Regions from separate parts of the Mus musculus genome. Here region 2 is linked to region 1. The links are chromatin contacts, called in public Hi-C maps. All regions are on one chromosome and are shown on one strand. Each heading gives the region's core, a stretch centred on a gene start, on an enhancer-like site or on the middle of the called end of the contact. The rest is flanking DNA. Distances are from core to core; before and after follow the strand shown. Region 1 has its middle 56 kb from the start of Gm32018. Region 2 holds the start of Chst2 (carbohydrate sulfotransferase 2).

The links. Hi-C and Micro-C count contacts between places; a contact is called where the count stands out from the background.
Region 2: a Hi-C map of cortical neurons shows a contact between it and region 1, with 2.9 times the contacts expected there. The contact joins the promoter of Chst2 here to the enhancer-like site in region 1. A contact is called at or near these places in 3 of 39 promoter capture datasets (hippocampal neurons, liver and stem cell-derived epiblast-like cells), 3 of 484 Hi-C or Micro-C datasets (cortical neurons and epidermal suprabasal cells), 3 of 115 datasets of contacts at active chromatin or transcription factors (forebrain, kidney and neural progenitor cells) and 1 of 9 other capture datasets (adipose tissue).

What each region holds. Positions count from the first base shown.
Region 1 is chr9:95,252,585-95,255,756 of GRCm38.p6, forward strand. No RefSeq gene overlaps it. Among named protein-coding and RNA genes, the nearest start is that of Gm32018, 56 kb to the right of the region's middle. Within about 2 kb of position 1,732, at least 14 of the 459 cell types and tissues checked have an H3K27ac peak or open chromatin away from gene starts, as enhancers often do. A contact at or near this core is called in cortical neurons and neural progenitor cells, where this site is marked.
Region 2 is chr9:95,405,776-95,408,947 of GRCm38.p6, forward strand. Chst2 (carbohydrate sulfotransferase 2) reads right to left here and starts at 1,495. Exons shown (of 2, transcript NM_018763.2): 1 at 802-1,495; 2 at 1-698. The coding sequence starts at 516.

The sequences.
Region 1 (3,172 bases), core at 482-2,981:
GGGTCTCAAGCCCATGCCCAGAGTGACACACCTATTTCAACAAGGCCACACCTCCTAATAGTGCCACTCCCTGGACCGAACATATACAAATCATCACACTAAGTATTTCTTTCCTTCCCTCAAAGGCCTGTTTTTGCTCTTTCTAATGTGAACAAGTGAACCACTTACGTTAGTCCAAAGGGATGTACGGACGAGGGCTTCTTAAATTTTAATATGCATTTGGATACACTAAGGATCTTATTAAAATCAGGCAGGAAATAGATGACACCTGAGGGTTTGCATTCCTGGAGCGTTCCCTGGTGATACTTCCAGTGACCAAATACCAGAGCAATGTTCGTCAGGCTTGGGACTTCCTTTTCTATAAGCAGTCTGGAAGTTTCAGGGCTAAAGCAACCAATTTAATCACATTACCCATTTAAAGTGTATCAACTGAGATTTTCACAGTAATTCTTGTATTTTTAAAGTGTGTCCACATGTGATAAAGACAGATTTATGTTCACACCAATCTGGTCAATATAGGGCAAAGTTGGTTCTATATTTCACCTTATTTGGGTGTCAACAGTTTACTTAACAAACATCCACTTTAGTTGTTATTATTATATATTCACAACTCATAAGCCTGTATCAGTCACTCAACTGTAATTTTCCAGGACAGCAAAGCAGGCATGGAAGAAACAATGAAATCAGCAGAAATCTAACACGGCATCCTTCAAGGGGGCAATGGAAACTCCCTAACAGCACAGGTCCTGATTCAGAGGCAGGGCATGGGAATCTACAGAGCTGATACAGTCACAGAGCAACCTACAGGAGAAGACCCTGAAATGGCCTTATCTGTTCACCTCTTGCTTCTGCAGGACTCACCCTGTAGGAGGCTTGCTAGTGGTGGACATGAAATTGAAACTTTCAAAACAGAAAGGAAATCCTAATAAGACCCTGGAATGTTTCCAGGACAAGTAAAAAATAGTTTCTAATACAAAAATCCATAAATCTGGCCCCCAATTGATGTAAACCCCTAAGCTACAAGAATGCTATTCAAACTATACACCTAGCAGCAAAAAGATAAGTCAAGCGATAGTATTTTCCTAAACCAGCTTAATTGAAAAGAATGAAATCATCAGGAATGGTAGCAGGCATCACTAAACCCAGCTCTGAGAGATGGAGGCAGAAAGATCATGGGTTTAAGATCAACTTAAGCTACACAGCAAGACCCTATCTCAAAAACCCAGAAGATGAGGCAAGAGAGATGGGATGATGGTAATGAGGAGGGAAAGAGTGAACCCTACGACATACTTCTCAAGGTGAAGAATGTTTGCTAGCTAATATTTTACTTTTCAGTGGGACAATGTTCTGGTTAGGCTTGATTGTCAACTTGATTAAACCTAGAATCATCTTAGAGACAATATCTAGGCATGTCTGTGGGCGAGTATCTTGATAGGGTTAATTGAATCAGGAAGACTTTCTCCCACTGTGTGTGGTGGCACCACCATCTGGGTTGGCATTATTGCCTGGCTTGGGATCCTGGACTCTATAAAGCAGGAGAAAGCAAGCTGAACACAGCATCCTGGTTTTCAGCTCCCTGGTATCAGATACAATCAGACCGGCTACCTCAAGCTCCTGACCACAGAACCCCACCACGCTGAAACATCATGGACTTTGCCATTGAGGACTGAGCCAAAAAAAACCCTTCCTCTCTCAAGCTGCTATTGTTGGAGTTTTTCACCACAGCAACAGGAAAGGCAGCTAAGACTGACAGTATTGTCACTGTGTACAGAATACAAAACAGCTCTTAGCTGATGTAAGAGATGGGATGAAACTGAAAGCTATCTTCTTATTTGTGAAATTCTTACCACAGCAAAGAATTTACATTTTGAAAATGCTTGTTCTGTGCCTGATGAAGCAGACAAGGGAAGGAGTGTTCGGGTCGGACTGACAAAATCCTGCTAGGACATCCTAGCTAGGGAAATAAGCCTGTTTACCCTCACATTGCTATAGCGGAGAGGGACCAAGATGATCATCAACACACTCACTCCCTGTCCTCTATTCAGTGAATATATAATGATGGTCTGTAATATGCCACACACCATTCTTACCTGTGTAAGCTTTACATTAGAACAAGAGACTGATGTATATTATGTGGTATATTACCAAGCCACACAGCCCATGGGGTTTATGAGTAGGGTAAAGGGGTTGAGAATATAGGCTGAGCAGTGACTTGGGAATTGGGACTTTACATAAAGGGTGTACCTCTAGGAGAAGATGGCATTTGAGTAAAGACTTGACAAGGATAAAGAGTAAGATAAGTCTGTACAGAGAGCCTTCCATGCTTCTCTGGAACCTTCAAGAACAGCAGAGAAACAAGACAAGCAAGGTAAGCAAGGAGAACTATAGAATACAGGGTCAGAGGGGAGGAGTCGGGCGAGGGGCAGTTCCAGTAGGCTGTTGTAAAGACTGGTTCCATTTCAATGAAATAAGAACTGACAGGAGCCAATCACAGGGGCCATAGGCAAACGACAAATATGACTTCTAAAGGAATCACTCTGGCACTTTGTGGATATAAACTCTAGACAAGTAATAAAGAATATTGATCCAATATTGCTGCGTAGCAATTTTAAAAGCCCGACCACACAAGCAGGGAGGGTCTCTCATTGTTTGGACATCTGTGTGGTATTTGGAGGTCTGTGGGACTAGACAGAGTTCTGCTGAGCCAATGTCCCTGGGTCTTCTCCTACTTCCTTTACATCCTTCAGTAGAACCAACTAACTAGACCTGGAACTAATTAATTTCTTTTTTTCTTCCCTCCTTTTTTTCTAACTTAGTTCATACAATGTGCTTGGATCTTCTTCACCTCTCCAGTTTCTCCCAGCTCTATCCCCACTTCCCTACTCACCCAATTATGTGTTCTTTTATTAAAACCCAATTCTTTTATTAAAAAATTAAATCTTCTTTTATTAAATCCAATCTTTATTGCCCATATATCCTTGGACAGGTGACCTTCTACTGAGTTATGGTCAACCTATCAAGGGCTACATATACTCTTTAAAGAAACCAACTCTCTGTCTCCCAGCAGCTGTCAATTACCAATGTTCCTCCTGGTCTAGGGCTAGGGCATGGTGCACACCTCCACACTCCATGTTGGGGTTTGTAGACCTGGAATTTCCTTTCCATGGCAGGT
Region 2 (3,172 bases), core at 245-2,744, 150 kb after region 1:
CGTGGTGAACACATACACCAACTGCCGCTTGTCCCCTCCACCCCTGGTGCCTCGAGTAGCATTGCCCAGAGAGGCCGCAGCTCCTGCACTCCCAGCCGCGGCTGCGGGAACTGCCCCCACGCCCGCGGCAGGAGGGCGGTACGGGGTGCGGGGGTCCATGCGAGAGTGAGCGCGGGGTGGCGCTGCAGGAGGCGACCCCGGCCGTCCCCAGCCGGCCCCGGCCGCCCCTACCGCGGCACCCAGAGGCCCGTCGGGGTTGCACTGCTGCAGCGGCTCTTTATGCCACTTGTAGTCCAAGAGGTTGAGCATCGTGAGCACCAGTAGCAGTGCATAGCCCGCGCACAGCACCAGCGCCTTCCTGCGAAATACCTTCATCCCGAGCGGGGACGCAGGCCAGCGGCGTCCTGCGCGCCGGGGCCACGGCGGGAGCAGGGCCCGCTGCACGGCGGCAGGCGCGGCCGGCAGCGGCCGGGGAAGCGCACCGGGGGGCAGAGCTCGCGGCGAGCTGCGGCTCATCACAGGCACAGCCGGGGCCGGCGGCGCGGCGGAGGCGGCCCTGCAGCCCAGGAGGGGGACGCTGCAGGCCGGCTGCGGGCGCCGGGACTGGGGCCGCCGATCCGAGGCGGGCGCGGCGGCAGAGGCTGCTGGTCCCCGGCGCCCAGGGCTGGCTCTCCCATGGCAGCGGCTCCGAGAAGGACCTGCGAGGGGAAGCGGAGTGAATGGGTGAGCCCAGTCTCCGGTCCAGATGCCTCCTCCGCCTGAGTAACGCCCACCCTCTAGTCTGCGGGCTCCTCCACTCACCTGGAGCGGAGGGTGCGCCTCGGAGCGTCCCCAGATCCCCGACCGGCGGACTGTCCGGCTAGCACTCTCCTCGGTTTCTCTCCGGTTCTCTTCTGCTAGGGGTCCCCAAGCCTTCGAGGGAGCCGCGAGACTCCGCTGCCCTAGCCCTAGGCAGAGTTTTCCAGCAGCGGGCGCCCTGCACCCCGGGAGGGGAAACTTTCACCGGGCCCGGAGCCCAGCTCTGCGCTCCACCGAGCGCGGCGCGTCCCGGCTCCAGCGACGTCTCCTTAGGTCTCTCGGGACCGCTGCTTCCCTCCAGGCTCTGGGGCACGAAGCAGGCAGGAGGCGACAGTGGGGGGTGGCTTACATACGCCCCAGCTCCAGGCTGTTCTGCTCTCCATCGCTCTCTCTTGGCCTCCACGTAGCGAACCTTCCCATCCCTCCGGCGGCCGCGGATAGGGTGCAGCGCGGCCCCGCAGCGGCGGCTGCTTCTTCCATCACCCGGAGGATGTCCTGGCGGGCGGCTCAGGCGAGCCCCGGCGCTCCGTGGCCGCGGACTGGCCCAGGACTCTGTACACCTAGCTGAAGGCAAAAGAGCGGGACCCCCCACCCCCGCGTCACCAGCGGCTTCTGCCCTACGAGGTCCCGAGGCAGAGGAAGCCCCCGCCGCGGCCGCACTAAAGCGGCGCCCGGGAGGATGCTGCTACCCGACTCCCCCTACGCCGGGCGCCTGCAACGCGCTCGGGCCGGCCTCTGCGCGGCTCCTGCCAGCCCGCTCGGGGTTGGTGCGCGCCGCCGTCTGTCGCCCCGGCTCCTCCCCTTCGCCGTGCTCCCCTCCTCCTCTGCCTGTCCCACACCCGCCCTCCTCGCAGCTCCAGACTCCCGCCGCCACCTCCTTAGGGGCTGGAGATGCGACCCGGTTCAAGGAGGCGCTGCTAGGGCCTCCAGCCGTTAGTAGCAGAACAGAGCTCTAGGTGCGCCCGGGGCGCGGCGCCGGCGCCTGATTCCCAGCTCGCCCGCACAGCCGGAGACTTGGGTTCTCTGTAGCTGCACGACTCGGCTCCCAGGATTCGCTCTGGAGAAGAGTTGGTGATAAAAGTTTGAGCAGAAATACCCCGGACGTACGCTCCTTTCATCCCCAGCGGTCAGCACTGGTGTCCCCTCCTAGGACGCGAGCAGCACCGCCCAACAGCGCTGTGTGCAGCGGGAACCCAGTTCTGAAGCCTTGGCCCTGGTGCTAGCCCATTCCAGCGGGTTTGTGGTTTCTCCCTCAAGGAGGAAGTAATAAATCTTTCTGGGCCCGGGGTCACTGAAGAGGCTTCAGAGTATGCCTCTCCGCAACCTTTCCGAGTGTCCTGGATTTGGACAAGGCCACAAGGTTTCGATGATCCCACCCCCACCTCCTGCCCGGCAGATGTTCTAGGCTTGTGGAGTTTCCACCTCTGCTGACACCCTCTGAGACAGGGCTGCTGGGGGGAGGGGAGGGCGCTTTGTTTAAATTTGTGGTGTGATAGTGAGTCCATTGACTTTAAAGAGGAAGAGATGAGATCAAAGAACTTGATCGCAAAGGAAAACGTTTTTGGACGTTGAAAGTTACTTTTTAGTTTGGTCTGCGTTGGTTTGTATACTTTTCTTTCGCTGATGAGGGAATAAACTTCCATTGTAAAATGGGACAGCTACAGGATGGGTGGAGGTTAGAGGGCACATAGGAAAGATTGTACTCCAGTTTCCACCTAGAAGGGCAGAAAGATGAGTCATTGCGGTCCGGAGGTGAACTACTGATCACTGGGAGACTGATTGCCCCCCGTCTCTCAGAAGCTTTTACAAGTAAAACATAATTACTGCAAAATTATCATAGTCTACCTGGAGCAGCCCACCTCGGCTGATGACCCTCCTAAATTTAAAGCGTTGCCATTGACGACTTTTTTTTTTTTCAGGGTATTGTACAGAATCTTCTGGGTACAGGGATTGTTGAAAAAAAAATGACTTAATTCAATTGTTTTATGGCTTTAACTGGTTTGGTTTTGTTTCAGTTTGGTTTGGGATTTTTGTTTTGTTTTGTTTCAGTTTTTGTTGTTGTTGTTGTTGTTGTGTGGGTTTCATTTCAGGTTTTAAAACTTAAAAAATAGTATGATGTAGGACCAGGGAAATGGCTCCATGGGTAAAGGCACTTGCACCCAAGCCTGAGATCTGAATTTTGAACCCAGGAATCCACATGCTGGAAGGAGAGAAATGATCCTTATGAGTTGTTCTTTGAAATCCATATGTGCTCCCTGACACATAATCCTCCCATCCACATACACACAGGAGGCAAAACCAAGAATGTTAATGGTTTGACTTGGTCCCACTTTCCAGAAAAATCCATGTTATGAGTAAGGTTCAGCTGAAGTAT